Regions from separate parts of the Mus musculus genome. Here region 2 is linked to region 1. Evidence: chromatin contacts called from public HiChIP or PLAC-seq data. All regions are on one chromosome and are shown on one strand. Each heading gives the region's core, a stretch centred on a gene start, on an enhancer-like site or on the middle of the called end of the contact. The rest is flanking DNA. Distances are from core to core; before and after follow the strand shown.

The links. HiChIP or PLAC-seq counts read pairs in DNA pulled down with a chosen protein or histone mark.
Region 2: an H3K4me3 HiChIP or PLAC-seq map of embryonic midbrain shows a contact between it and region 1, with 6 times the contacts expected there. The contact joins the enhancer-like site here to the promoter of Bbs9 in region 1. A contact is called at or near these places in 6 of 39 promoter capture datasets (the SN4741 cell line, cranial neural crest, embryonic stem cells and 3 more), 3 of 115 datasets of contacts at active chromatin or transcription factors (embryonic hindbrain, embryonic midbrain and pancreatic cancer cells) and 1 of 9 other capture datasets (adipose tissue).

Annotation. Positions count from the first base shown.
Region 1 is chr9:22,471,429-22,478,709 of GRCm38.p6, reverse strand. Bbs9 (Bardet-Biedl syndrome 9 (human)) reads right to left here and starts at 2,995. Exons shown (of 23, transcript NM_001360259.1): 1 at 2,655-2,995.
Region 2 is chr9:23,200,033-23,207,313 of GRCm38.p6, reverse strand. No RefSeq gene overlaps it. Among named protein-coding and RNA genes, the nearest start is that of Bmper, 19 kb to the left of the region's middle. Within about 2 kb of position 2,858, at least 65 of the 459 cell types and tissues checked have an H3K27ac peak or open chromatin away from gene starts, as enhancers often do.

The sequences.
Region 1 (7,281 bases), core at 1,746-4,245:
TCAATCCTTGGGACCAACATGGTAGAAGGAGAACCAACTCCAAAGGTATACTCTGACCTCTACACACACACACACACACACACACACACACACCATAAATCAATAAATGTAATTTTAAAGGAAAATTTTTTTTTACTCTACAGAGCACAAAGATACCATTATTTGGTTATCCCTGACCACAGAGAAGGTAAGAAATCTGCCCACGTGGTCACTTACTTATACTTAAGTTTTATGTATGAGACAGGCAGTTTCAACCCTCACTAAACCAGACTCACACATGTAGAACTGAGTAATATCAATGGCCACAGAATGCAGTGGGAACAACCCGAAAGTCTGAGGCAGGCTCTGAAATCAGGAAGTTGTCCTAAAACTGCTGTTGTTCACATATGGAACTTTCTCCAAATAATGTTTCTGTCATTAAATTTCAGGAAATAGCAATTGGGTTGTCTGGTCCAGGACAATGGTACAGTCATGTAAAATTAAACAAATATTTCTTTGAAAGCAATATGACAGCCAAGCAGTGGTGGTGAATGCCTTTAATCTCAACACTGTGGATGCAGAAGCAAGCAGATCTTTGAGTTCGAGGCCAGCCTGGTCTACAGAGTGAGTTCCAGGAGAGCTGGAGCTACACAGAAAAACCCTGTCTTGAACCACCACTCCAAAAAAAAAAAAAAAAAAACCCATTATGACAAGGGCTTGTATTGGAGTTTTCAGCTGACGTGAAAGGCACAGGAGTAGTGGTCAGATAGACCTGTGTTCACTTCCTAATGTGACGTCTCAACCGCACACCCTCAGAGAAGCCCTTATGCTCTAGCATCAACTGATCTTGGTGGTGGGAAAATACAGTGCTCTAAGATATGCACTTCCTTAGCCAGTGTTCAGCCACTACAACCATTTAATAAAAGTCAGTTGTAACCCAGTAAAAATAATGCGGAAATAGAAGTGGTGGTGATCATCTAGGTGTGACAGCAAGGTCTTATAGGCACACAATTTCAACTGGGACAACCAAAGGGCAGATCAGAAAGTGTGTGTGTGTGTGTGTGTGTGTGTGTGTGTGTGTGTGCGCGCGCGCGCGCGCACAAGTACCTGTGTATACAGGTGAGTGTGTGTCTTACTGGGTATTGAAAGAGCTACACCCCCAGACCTTATAAATGTTATAATCAGCAAACATGTTTTATAATAACTTGATATATTTCAATACTTTTCAAAAATACCTGAAGGGATTGGAGTGTTCAGTGGTACACATGTACACACATACACTCTGAGCAAGGAGACATCCTATGTATCTGAAAGGCATAAAACTGTACAGTACTGGTAGTAGATTTTTTTCTTCCTGCAAAGAGCCTTTCAATCAAGAAGCTATACCATAGGACCAGTGAGATGGCTTGGCAAACAAAGATGCTTGCTGCCAAGCCTGACCGGACCCACATGGTGCCAGAGAACTGACTCTTGCAAGTTGTCCTCTAACCTCCACACCTTCACTGTGGTACCCATGCCCAACAACATACATGCACTGAAATATTAAAATATTAAAATCTAATCAACTTTTAAAACTATAGCATAAACATAAGTGGGAGGTATAACCACAACCAATATACATAATTTTTAAATCCCTAAACTCTTACAAATAACTTGTAAATGGTTTTCAAAATAAAGTCTCTTGTTCTTAATTCTTATAACATTCTAACCCATCACCAAAGAAAAGACAAAACCCAATCTCAATTATTGCTAATAAGTTACTTCTTGTCTCTTGGAATGTTAGCAAACAGTAATACATTCCATGGTGGTACACACCTGTAATAACAACATTTGGGAACCTGAGGCAAGATATGCTTAAAGATGGCCTAGGATATACAGAAAGTTCCAGGCCTGTTTTGGGCCACATTATAAATTTTTAAAAATAAGAGAAAGGAAGAAAAGATAAAAACCCCACTTTCTCTCCAGTATCTTTCAATTTGTGTGTATAAAGTGAGATGTATGTATATATGTGTACACATTAGACACAATTTGATGTTTAAAGACAATGTGAGATACCAAAAAATAATCTATACGTTTATACAGAAAAATCAAAGGCAAATGCAGACCTTGCTTGGGAGGAGCTGCTGATAAAATCAGCTTAGTCCATCTAAACTGCTGTGGTCTGCAAAGGAAAGAGAAAGGATAACCATTAATCCTATTGCAGGCAGCACTGGAGAGCATCAACATGCTCCCACTTCAGCCGCAGACTGAGCAGCGATTTGACGCTCTGCTCACAAGACCTGTTGAAATGTCACAGGAGAAAGAAGCTCTTACTCCACGTGACTGCTACATGGACTCCTTAAAAATCACTCCCCGCTCAAAGGTGTTTATAGGATCTACCCACGCCGTGTTAGCGGTTTGTTTGAATGCAAGCCTCCTTTCTAATTAAGAGATCATCCTACATCTCCCGAACCATTACATGGCATTGAGCGTTAGTCCTGTTGACCAAGCATAGCCAATGCATTTATACATCCGAGATTAATTTCTGGGATATTTCTTACCTGATGCCAACAAGTGGGCTTTGACTCGCCTTGCTACGAACCCACTATCCACAGACTTCCCTCCGGATGAGAATCCAGTGCTGGAACAGAAGTAACAGCCGTGCAAGGAAAAACAACACTTAACACCACTAGTACCTCTTGGTCTTGTTTGTGTTCGAAGTTTTCCACGTTCCCAAGCAGACAGAATCCTGCCAAGCAGCAACACAAGCTCCGCGGAGGTGAAGTGAGTCCCAAGATCCCCTGCACCCTCTTGTCATCCCCCAGAGACAAGCAGGGGAGACGACATGGATCCCTCGGAAGCCACAAGTGACAAGAGAGAAAAACTCCAAGTCCGGATGCTCACAGAGAGGATGAAACCACCAGGGAGACTGTAAGAGGGGTGAGGCTGCAAGACAACAGCCTGCGGAAGACACCTCCCCACTCCAGCCTGAATCCAAACCGCCTTCGCCCTGTTGTCATAGCATTTTACAACGGAGGCTACTGCGCAAGTCAGACGCGGGACCGCAGGGCTTGCTGGGTGTTGTAGTCCGAGCGGCTGAGCGCGAGCTGTGGGGATGATTTCCCGTGTCGCCCGTATGGAGTAGAGTGGCTACGGGGCGGGGTAGGGCTGGGCGCCTCAGAACCACCTAAGCAGGCCTGTCCCTCAGGGTATCGGCGGCGGAAGTCCCGCCCCTGTGGGGGTTCTCGTGCCACAGACCACGCCCTCCTGTGCTTAGGTGTTATCCTAGTGTCTAGGCCTGAGCATGTAAATGGTTTACCTGTTTGAATCCGTTTTCTTTCTTTCCTTGGCCTAACTGCTGTAGCCAAGATTTCAAGCACCGTATTGAATAACAGTGAAGTGTAGACCCCCTTGTTTCATTACTTGTTTAGAAAACATATCTACAGTTTCTCCCATGTAGTATATATAGGTTATAGGTTAATTTATATAGTCTAGATGGCTAATCTTTGTTGTCAACCTGATACACCTAGAAAGAGGTGACCTCAACTGAAAATTCCCTCCGTTTAGTTAACCGGTTGGCAAGTCTGAGAGCATTTTCTTGATTGCTTAGTGATGTGGGAGAGCCCAGCCCACTGTGGGCTAGGCTGATGGGTCTGGGCATATAAGAAAGAGAACCAGAGAGCAGCTGTCCTCCACAGTACCCACTTCAGCCACTGCCCTGTTTGGGTTCCAGAATTGACTTCCTAACCAGTGGACTGTAACCTGTAAGATGAAAAAGGCACAATATGTTCTCCACGCCATTTTTGGTCATGGTACTTATCAAAGCATCAGAAAGCAAGCTGCTGCAGCTCCGTGGCGTTGGGGTATGGCCACTATTTTCTTCAGGCCTTTTATCATAATAGAATATTAAATTTTGTCAAAGGCCTTTTCAGTGTGTACTGAGACGACCATGCGATTTCTCTCCCCGAATCTTTCTGTATTGAATTACATTTATTGTTGGACTGTCCTGGCATGCCTCGAATGAAGCAGAGTTTGTTCACCCTATATTTTTTATTTTTTTTAGAAATATGATATTAAATTATGTGTATTTCTGGGAAATTTCTACATAATAGTTTTTTTGTTGTTGTTGTTTGGTTTTGTTATTTTGTTTTTTTTTTTGTTTGTTTGTTTGTTTTTTTAGTTTGGTTTTGGTCTTGGTTGGTTGATTGCTGTGCTCTTACCAAGTTTTTGGTATCAGAATGAAGTTAGCGTTATAAGATGAATTTGCAAGTGTTCTTTCCAGTTCTATTTCATGAGGAAATTTGTTTCTTTTATTTATTATATCTGTGCATATGAGGGTTTGGCCTGCATGAATGTAAATGCACCATGTGCATGCCTTGTGCTTACAGAGGGCAGCCCAGTGCTTCTGGAGAGCAGAAAAGAACACTATATTCCCTTGAACTTGAGTTACAGACCACTGTGCACCTACACACACATGCTGAGAATGGAACTCAGGTCTTACGGAAGAGCTTTATTTGCTATTAACCATGGAGACATCTCTCCAGCCACCTATTTTATGGGAATTTTATTTTATGTTAATTTTTAACATCTGATTGAATGACAGAGTGTGCTCCTCTAGTTTGGAGGTTTGTTTATTCCAGAGACTGCTCCTGCTCCCATGCCCTTGCCTATTACTGGTCAGCTCCAGCTGTGTACAACTCCAGCTGTGTACACCCTCCTGATGGAACTTTGATCATGTGATTCTAGAGAAGTCTCCTTTTCTTCTCGATTTTCTAATTTGGGATCCACTTTTTAAACATGACACTGATGATCCCTCTGAATTTCACGAGTATCCATGTGGCATCCAGTTTTCATCTCCACTCGCAAATAATTTAGAGAGGTCTCCTCTTTCTTTTGCTTAGTTTGGCTGAAAGTGTCTAGTTTTGTCTTTGCTAAGATTCAGCTCTTCCATGGACAATTATTATTCTTTTTTTCTAATATATTTTTATTACTTGAGAATTTCATACAATGTATTTTTAAATTATTTTTATTTTAAGCATATTTGGATTTTGAATAAGAACTAATCAAGCTTGATAACTGTCTTAATTAGGGTTTTACTGCTGTGAACAGACACCATGACCAAAGCAACTCTTATAAGGACAACATTTAATTGGAGCTGGCTTACAGGTTCAGAGGTTTAATCCATTATCATCAAGGCAGAACTTAGCAGCATCCAGGCAGGCATGGTGCAGGTGAAGCTAAGAGTTCTACATCTTCATCTGAAGGCTGCTAGCAGAATACTGGTTTCCAGGCAGTTAGGATGAGGGTGTTAAAGCCCACACCCACAGTGACACACCTACTCCAAAAAGGCCACACCAACTCCAACAGGGCCACACCTTTTAATAATGCCACTCCATGAGCTGAGTATATACAAACCATCACATTTCACTCTGTGGCCCCCATAGGCTTCTTCAAACATATGTGTCCATTGTGGCCATACCTAAACATAGCAAAATGCAAAATACATTTAGTCGAACTTCCAAAGTCCCTATAGTCTATAGCAGTCTCAACAATGTTAAAAGTCCAAAGTTCAAGGTCTCTTCTAAGATTTATCCAATCACTTTACTGTAATCCCTAAATCAAGACAGGAAACTTTCCAGCTGGGCAAACTCCAAACTGCATCTCCACGGCTGATGTCAAAGCGGTCTTCAGATCTCCAACTCCCTTTTCATCTTTGTTGCCTGCAACAAACTTCTTTCTTCTGGCCTGGTTCCACTCCCTGTTAGCAGCTTTCTTCAGGAGATAGACTTCAATGTTACAGCTTCTTGTTTCAATGTCTAGATCCACACATGATCTTCTGGGTTCCTCCAAAGGGCTGGCATCACTTCTCCAGCTCTGCCCTCTGAAGCACTCTAAGCTCAGGTTGATTCACTCCATTGCCACTGCTGTTCTTGGTGACCATCTATGGTACTGGAATTTACAATACAATGGGGTCTTCCACTGCAACTAGGCTTCACCAATAGCCTCTTATGGGCTCTCTTCATGGAGCCAAGCCTCAACTCCTTTGCATGATCCCTTCAGTCCTGGACCATCAACTGCAACTGAGGCTGCACCTTCACCAATGACCTTCCATGGCCTTTCACAGAGCTGAGCCTCAGCTGCTCTTCATGACTCCTTTAATACCATATATTTTATATTTTTTCCTTTCTAATTTTGTTATGCTTGTTCACAGTGGTTCATACCCATAATCCCAGCACTTGGGAGGCTGATGTAAAAGGAGCATGAGTTTGAGAGCAGCCTGGGCTGTATAATAGGATGTAGAACCGGGGGAAAGAGGCAGAGGTCGCTCAGTCGGTGACATGCTTGCCATTCTGTTACGTGAAATATAAAAAAGCACCAACCCACGCTAATGCCAGCTACTCTCTGGCCCCAGCGGTCTCTCTGGCCCTGGCGGCTAGCCTCATGTAGCGACTGCCCATCTAGCTGTCACAAATCCCAGGAACCAGGTAAAATCAAAACTCTAGAGGCTTGTAATTTATCAGTCAGATTTAAATTAGCAAATTCTCAACCCACAAACTGCTCGCACAATGAACTCAAAACTCAATTGCTATAAACACAAGCTACACACCTAGACGGGTCAGACACACCCTACTTATTACTTAATCACCTAAGAAATCCCCAATACTTGTGGCTTCCAGGACCACGAGTTTCTGGTTCCTCTTCCTCTCCTATAGGTCTCATCTTTATGAGGAATAACCTCATAAACTTAGGAAGTTTACCCGTACAACCCCCTATCCAAATTCCCATAATGGGGGCTGACTTCCAATGCTCTCGCCTCTTCCTGTTGGTGCACATCTGCTATCCCATCCTGTGGGGAGTGGAAGCAGGAGGAGAAGAGGTTCATGGCCATCCTCTGCTATGTGAAGGGTTCAGGCTAGCCTAGACTACATGGGAACTTGTCTGGAAACACAAAAATGAAATAAAATACAAACAATAAAGACTTTCCCACTAGTTTTGTTTTTGTTTTCGACTTTCCCACTAGTAAGAATATCTTCTAGACACTACATTTGCTGACTAAATTTGAGTGTCTCACAAAGCACTTGACATGGCTGGCGTAGGCAGGTTCTGCCTGTGGCTAGATCGACTTCCAGAAAGCAGTTCTTCCTAGATTAGTGCTTTCTTTTTAATGATTTTTGTTTGTTTGTTTTGTTTTTAGAGACAGGGTTTCTATGTATAGCCCTGGCTGTCCTGGAACTCACATTGTGGACCAGGCTGGCCTCGAACTCAGAAATCCGCCTGCCTCTGCCTCCCAAGTGCTGGGATTAAAGGGGTGCGCCACCATGC
Region 2 (7,281 bases), core at 1,609-4,108, 730 kb before region 1:
AGTTTCTTCACCATTGTAACTGTGTTTTACCAGAGACAAAGGCATTTTCAGGAATGATACTTGTGACCCTCACTTCAGCTATTAGTCAGTTGAGACAGTAGACCCCAATTAACTGGATTTCCCCAGACTTCCCTCATAATTGAAGCTTGGTGACAGCCAGAGGAGGAATACCTCCCAGGAAGACACTTCACAGTTCTGACAATTTGTTAAACTATGTAGATTGGGACCAAATTAATGATGGGTGAGTAATGGGAAGGACCATACCTTGAACCAGACTGCTTGGTTATGCATATTTCTCTCTATTTAAATCTGAAGGTGAATCTGGGGGTCACCAATCTTCTTATTTATTCCTCTTCCCAGTCTGGCTTCATGGAATTAATTCTCTCTCTCTTTCTGCTTTTCACAGTGGCTTGTCTCTTTAATTGGCTTATTAAGGACAAATGGCCAAACCTAACTTATTACAGTTGCCAGGGCTCAAGCTCTGAGTCCCCAAATTCTGGAGTCAAAATAAGTCATAATCATTTGTAAGTCAAAGACTGTCTATATATTGTGTCCTAAAACTCATGGTCTATCCATGGCTCTTAGGGGCCTTTTGGGTCAACAAGACCTAGAAGAGACATGAGAAACTGTGAAAGTGTTATTCCTGCTGTTGCATGGAAGGACAGACGGGAGGCATCCAGGATGAAACCAGGAGACCACATTAGAGAACACCAGCTGTTCTAGTTTACTTTCTGTTACTGAGACAAACACCATGACCAAAGGCAACTTGGGAAGCGATGTGTTATTTCATCTTACACGTCCAGGTAACATCTCATCGCTGAGGGAATTCAGGGTCGGAGCTAGAGACAGGCAGAGACCATGAAGGAACTATGTTTACCAACTTGCAACTTATGACTTGCTCAGCCTGCCTTCTTACACAACCCAGAACCATCTGCTCAGGGGTGGCACAGGCCACAGTTGGCTGGAACTTCCCACATTAATAATTAATTATTTAGAAAATGCCCCAACGGACATGTGCACAGGCCATTTCAATGGAGGAAATTCCTCAGTTGAGATTTTTCTCTTCCCAGATGATGTTAATTTGTGCCAAATTGACAAAAAAAAAAAAAAAAAAAAAAAAAAAAAAAAAAACAACCAGTACACTGGGTGATTGGCAGCAGCTCTACTAAGGACTGGGTGGGTGGAGTCAAGAGGATTTGCTGAAAGATAAGCACAAATAGTAACAAACTATCCTAAGATCTTAAACCCTATCTTTCAGCTAGCCAAACTTCTGTCCAACTTGGCTACCAATGTTGTCTTATTCCGTTTTCCCATTAACCCTGGGTAGGAATTATGATCTGCATCCTGTAAGATAAGGAGAATGTAAGGAACTCTGAGGGTTACATGAGGGCGCTAACTGGTAAGTAGAGGAGACTCTGAGAAAGGCGGAGGCCAAAATCTCACTTGCACACCATGCTGTATAGATGCTAAATTTCAGGGTCAATTCAGACAAGACAAAATAAAAGACCAAGCAGAGCCTAATTTAGTCTCTTACCTTTAATCTTTACTTGTGGGCTTGCTTGGTTGCTAAAAGTAAATTAGCACTGGGCTATCATAATGAACTCACCCCAAGAAGGAAAGACTTCCTACCAGGAAGAGTATGGGAGAAATGAGTTCACCTAGCTCTTTGAAGCATTTTAACAACCTGAAATTGCAGCAGTAGGTATCTGCTAAGGCCGTTTCAAACTGGGCCACTTGCACAAAAGGCCAGACTGCAGGACCCCAGAGCTGCTCCCAGGGGTCTGGCTAACTACATAAGTGGCTCCAGAGAGTTCACAGGAAACCTGTGCCCCGGAGGTAAGAGGGCTGAAAAGCATTTGCCGTCCAAATGGGAAATGAAGGGGGGGGGGGGGTGTAAGGCTGTCAGCTACAAATGAAGGATGGAAAGAGAACAGATTAGAACCTAGGAGCCAAGTTAGGGGAGGTATTGATAAGGCAGCTGGTTCATCTGTGTGGCCAGTTTTGTCTCAAAGGACGCCAGAGGGATCAAGCCAAGAAGTCTGTGCAGAACTGCTGCCCTGTATTTCCAAGCCAGGTTACTGGAAAGTAAGAATTTAGCCTGCATTCTGCTAACTATTGGTGCATAGCAACCCAGAACAACCAATTTATTATGATCATTGAGTCTGCACCGTGGGGATTTTTTGATAATGTGCCATAGCTTAGCCTGCAGCCACTCCAAGATGTCTAGAGTGTCCCCTGTGAAGATACAAAGACAGGGATGGTGTCCTCTCTTACAGCACTGTGGTCTAGAAGCATTTGAAAATGTCTTCTCTCGTGTCCAGTGGTTACTGATGCCTTTGGGTCGGGACCTCGTTTGGGGCTGTTGAACAGAAAGCACACCTTTGCATGTGACCTGGGCTCCCTCACAGCCAGCATGTGCCGCAGTATTCAGAATGCCTACGTGGAAGCTCCGAGTTTAGAAGACAAGAGCCCCAGGAACTAGGCTGACAAGCGAATTGATTTTTCTGAAGATTTCTCAGAAGCCTGCAGTCCCTTGCGCACGTTATTATTGCTCACAACAACAGATAAACCCGGTGATTTTAAACAGCCTCCTTCCAGAAGAGCAGTGTCAAAGAATGCTTAACTCCGCAGCTGAGAATCTGAGGAGAGCTCTGCAGGCTGGGAGCCGGCGCTTACCGCAGCATCTGGGAAGAAGGTGGAGATGGGATGTGAAGCCCGCCCAGCACCAAGAGGAAGCCTTTCCTCTATGCCCAGGCCTGCCCTCTCCCTTTCCCTGTCCCTTCCTTATCCTGGGAAGCCCTGTGGTTTCGGCCTTACCTAACTTGGCATCTCTGTGAGGGCTTCATTACCCTAATAATAGACTTGCCAGAGTAGAGAAAAGCCTCATTCTGTTTTCTCTTGGAGCTCTGTAGCCAGCAGAGGCTCCTTCCTGCTGTTGCTGGGCAACAACTACCTCTCCAACCCATCTCAACCCCCACTGGCTATCTTCAGGACCAACAGTGGTTATATTTCTAGCCACCCCAGGTTTGAGTTCTAACTCCACAAATTCTCAGCCTCCACCTCTGGACACGATATACGGCTTCTTTAAATCTCAGTTTCCCCAAGAAGTTTCCTATGGAAATTTTACAAAGATTAAATAGGATACTGCCTGGCCGAAAACCGCACAGGAAATATGGCGCTGCCTTGATTTCAAACGGTTCTAATAAAACAGTGCATTGTGTTATTAACTGCCTCCTTACTCTATAGACTCAACATATTGGCCTCGTGGTCCCATACCTGCTGCACACCTCGGGCACTCTCTATCCTTAGTCCACTGTAACTTGATTTTTACTTCTGTGCAAGCATGTGGTAGTAACACAAGTCTCGGGATGTTTTTCCACTGATTAAATGAGATTATATGCACAAAGCTATTCTACAAAGCAGACCAGGCTCTCGTGAAGACTTAACTCTATTCCCTCTCCCATGTCACCTCTACCTCAGCGACAATTTTCTTCATTGATAACACACGTGCCATGCTTAAGAGGAAAAAAAGAAAAAGAAAACCCTGCAAATATAATATCGTCTCCCCAGCTCCATCTTAAAAAGCTCCCCCACCAATAAACATTCCCAAACTCTTACTCTTCCATCATAAGGGTCCCAGTATCCAGACCTTTTGTGAGGAGGAGGTGCTTAGAGATCACACATCTACCTAATCTGAAGAAAGCCAGCGTGACAGCCCATTAGGGATGGAGCAGCCCCTTTTTAGAGTCCTGGGTAGATAAGTCAAGATGGCTGGGCTCCAGCCCCCTGTGGAGAGACTGACACCTGCATAGCCATAGGACAGAGATTCAATTTCCAGCCTTTGTCCTGAAGCACCGAGGGGCACTGTGGTCAGAGCCTGGGCTTTCTCATTCAGGACAGAGCCAGGAGTGGAGGACTGTGGCTTCCAGGTGTCATTCTTCCTCTCCAAGTGAGAAAAGGTTTCAAACTTTCTCCTTCCAATAAGGATAGACCCTAAGTGATCACAGCCCTCTGGGTAGAGTCTTTGCCCAGGACAGCCACAAACATGCTCCCTGGCAGTGTAGCACAAACCCCTTTCCCAAAGTGACTGTCAGGGTTCCTTCCTCCTGGTTTGTGATGGAGAAGTTACTCATCACTGAAAGGAATCTGTTCCCACGTTTACATTCCTTAGGCTGCGATATGGCCCCTGGGAAACACTGGCCTGAAGGCTTCATGGGTCTCTTCCCTCTGTTCATCCCTACAACCTCCTGCTGAGAGAGAGAAAAGGGGGTTCAAGGCTTCACAGCCCTCTTGTTTTTATTTTTTCCTCACATGGCACCAGGTCCACACCGGTTTATCCACTTATCCCTTCAACAAACATTTAATTAACATTTATTCTGTGCCTGGCAGCGTGCTCGAACCATCCCAGGATAAACTATGGTGAATTAAGCAGGATACAGCTTTCAAAATGTTCTCTGTTGTTTTGTTTTGGTGGGAGATGACGGGCTGGCCTGATCCATGAGTATCAAGGACACATACATGTCTGGATATGAAAGTGCAGCTAGAGGGCTGGAGAACACAGCCCGGGAGGAGCTATGTCAGCCTGTGGTCACGGGTGAGCAATGGATGAATGGGCGATTGCTGGGTGGACAGGAGCTGGCCAGTGTGTCAGTGAGGAAAATGTCATGAGCAAAGAGATGCAACACCATGACCTTCTGAAGGGCCACAGGCCTGCAGGGACAAGAAAAGCCAGCTGGAAAAGAAGTTGGACGTGTGGGCAGAGCTGGAACTTGCCATGCTCCAGGCTCTGGGCATTGCTCCAGTCCTCCAGAGAGCTAGCTGCTTTACACAGTAGAATAGCTGGCAAGTACCATCCTGCAGCCACATCTGGACATGGAGTGGAGGCTTCCTCAGTTTCCCCCATCAGAAAAACACACAACAAAAAAAAAAAAAAAAAAAAAGAAAAACACACAACAATTTATTCTCCAAGTCGTTCATACAGCCTGGATGAGCTACAGTTTTCATTTGCTTTATTGGTTCAAGAGGGAAAACATTCATTTATTTTTATGGAACACATGGGCTTGGTGATTATTTTTTTATATTATTAAAAATGAAATACTTGGGGAAAACTCAAAAATTTGGTTTCATGGCTTCCTACACTATTACACTTAGATTCTGTGTCTCAATGACAAAGCCAGAGAAATATGAATGACTGTGAACCACGTTGGCTTCCCTTGCAGTAAAAATAATCTGTGCCCCATTTCCTTCATCCCCTGATGCATGTTCCCAGAAGGAAAAGCTCGTGACCATCATTTTGCAGTTTTACAGGGATTTGACATCCTGGTAACGAGTTGGTCCATTGGCTAAGCAAATAAAGCCAGTTGTTTCAACCACCCAAGATGTCCATTTTGGCAAATCAAGCAATCTTGCACAAGAGAGGAGAAGAGGCTGTGGCCCTCCCCACACTCTTCCCAAGTGTCCTTACTTTTCAAGGTCTCATCCCAAGAGCTAGGGTCTCTTGCTCTTGTATAGAGATGCCCAGAGTTTGATGAATTCACTGGTCACTGGGGTGAGGTAAGAGAGGATGCTGGAGTGCCATCAACCCAAAGTGATGGGAAACAAGTAGAATTTGGACAGAACTGAGCTTAAACGAACAAAACCACTCCTTGACCCTCAACCTGAAGTCCCTGGGAACAATCTTGAGATGTGAAGAAAGGGAATCTATATTTTTATGGAACCCCCATAAAGTTAGAAAATTGCCATGAGAGATTAGGCGTTTGGGCTTGGTTTTCAGAAATAGGAGAGCCAAAATGAAATATTGACACTCAGCAAGCATCTACCACCGTCACCTTGCCAATAGAGATAATAGCCCCAGGAACTGGTCATGTACAATCACAGAAGTCTCAGTATTTAAGAAGAGATCTTCCCATGTAACTGGAGGCCTGTAAAGAAGTCCCAAGAGGGCCGAGTCAACCATGGGAGGCCTGGGTCTACACTCACCTGCCCTCAATAACTGCTTATGTTAAGATGGCTCAACTCTGTTTTATGTAGACAGTGTAAACAAAGATAAGCAGGCAATGTGGAGAAGTGGGGAACTGCAGCCTTGGCTTGTTCTGTTGGAAGCAGGGACTGAGTGAGTACTTGGTGGTCCAGCTTCTGAGGCTTCCCAGTTGGAGTTAAGAGTAAAAATCAGAATAGGCTTGAGACTGCCCGAAGCTGGTCTCTACTGGGAGACGGACAAGAGCCAGACAGGAAAGAGGAAGAGATCAAAGTCAGTGCCTGACCAGGACAGGAGCTGCAGGCCCCCTGGGGAGCCATAGGGCTAGGGTTAAGGTATAACCAGTACAGGGCAGATCCTGAGGGCAGGAGCTCAGCACTGCCTGGCAAGCCCTTTGCCCAGGCTTCCCAGCTGTCCCCGCCACTGTGGAACTGTCAGGAAATTCGTGATTATTCTTTTTATTGATCATCTCCATTGATTTTTGTCTATGGTGAAAATATACTGCAGACACGTTAAGTAGCTATCATAGGCAAATTGCCTTATAATGAATTGTATCAGCACACTAGATTTTTACGTTGAACCTTAAGCGGGACTTAGGCTTGTGCCCAACACTGATGGGAGAATGAAGGAATTTAGAAACCAAGCTGACAATTGACCTCAGAGTTGGGGTTTTTTTTTTTTTCTTGTATACTACTGGAACATACCAAAGCTCTGCTTGAGTGATCATGCCAAGTCGGAGTGGGTCTGCAAGTCTCCGGAGGAGATAAAACAGATTGCTGTATAAAAGCACACAACCATCTATCCTCTGACTTCATTTAGAAAGCATCAACTCTTGCCACTTTTCCAGGCTTTAAATATTTGCCAGTTAGCCTCTCTATTTCAAACACTCCAGAGTCAAAAGGGGGGCGTCAATTTGGATGGACTCCCTTGTCTGGTCTCACGTCTTAAAATCTAGTTGTTGTTTTCGAGTGTCGGGTGCACGTTCATCTCCTTCTGTGAGGCTCATGGTTTTGTGCTCTCAAAAAAAAAAAAAATCCTAAGTGAGCATATGTATGTTCATGTGTGTGCATGTGTGTATGTATAGATATGTGTTTGTGTTGTGTTGTGTGTGTGTGTGTTTGTATGTGTGTGCACATGTCCTCATCTTAGCAAAACTGTACTTGGAAGGGTGTTTGGATGTTTAGATCTAATATGCCAAGTGCTGCTTGGCGTTTTGTCAAATTGGCACACACTACAGTCACTTGGGAAGAGGAAACCTCAACTGAGGAATTGGCCTCCATCAGAGAAGCCTATGGGCATGTCTG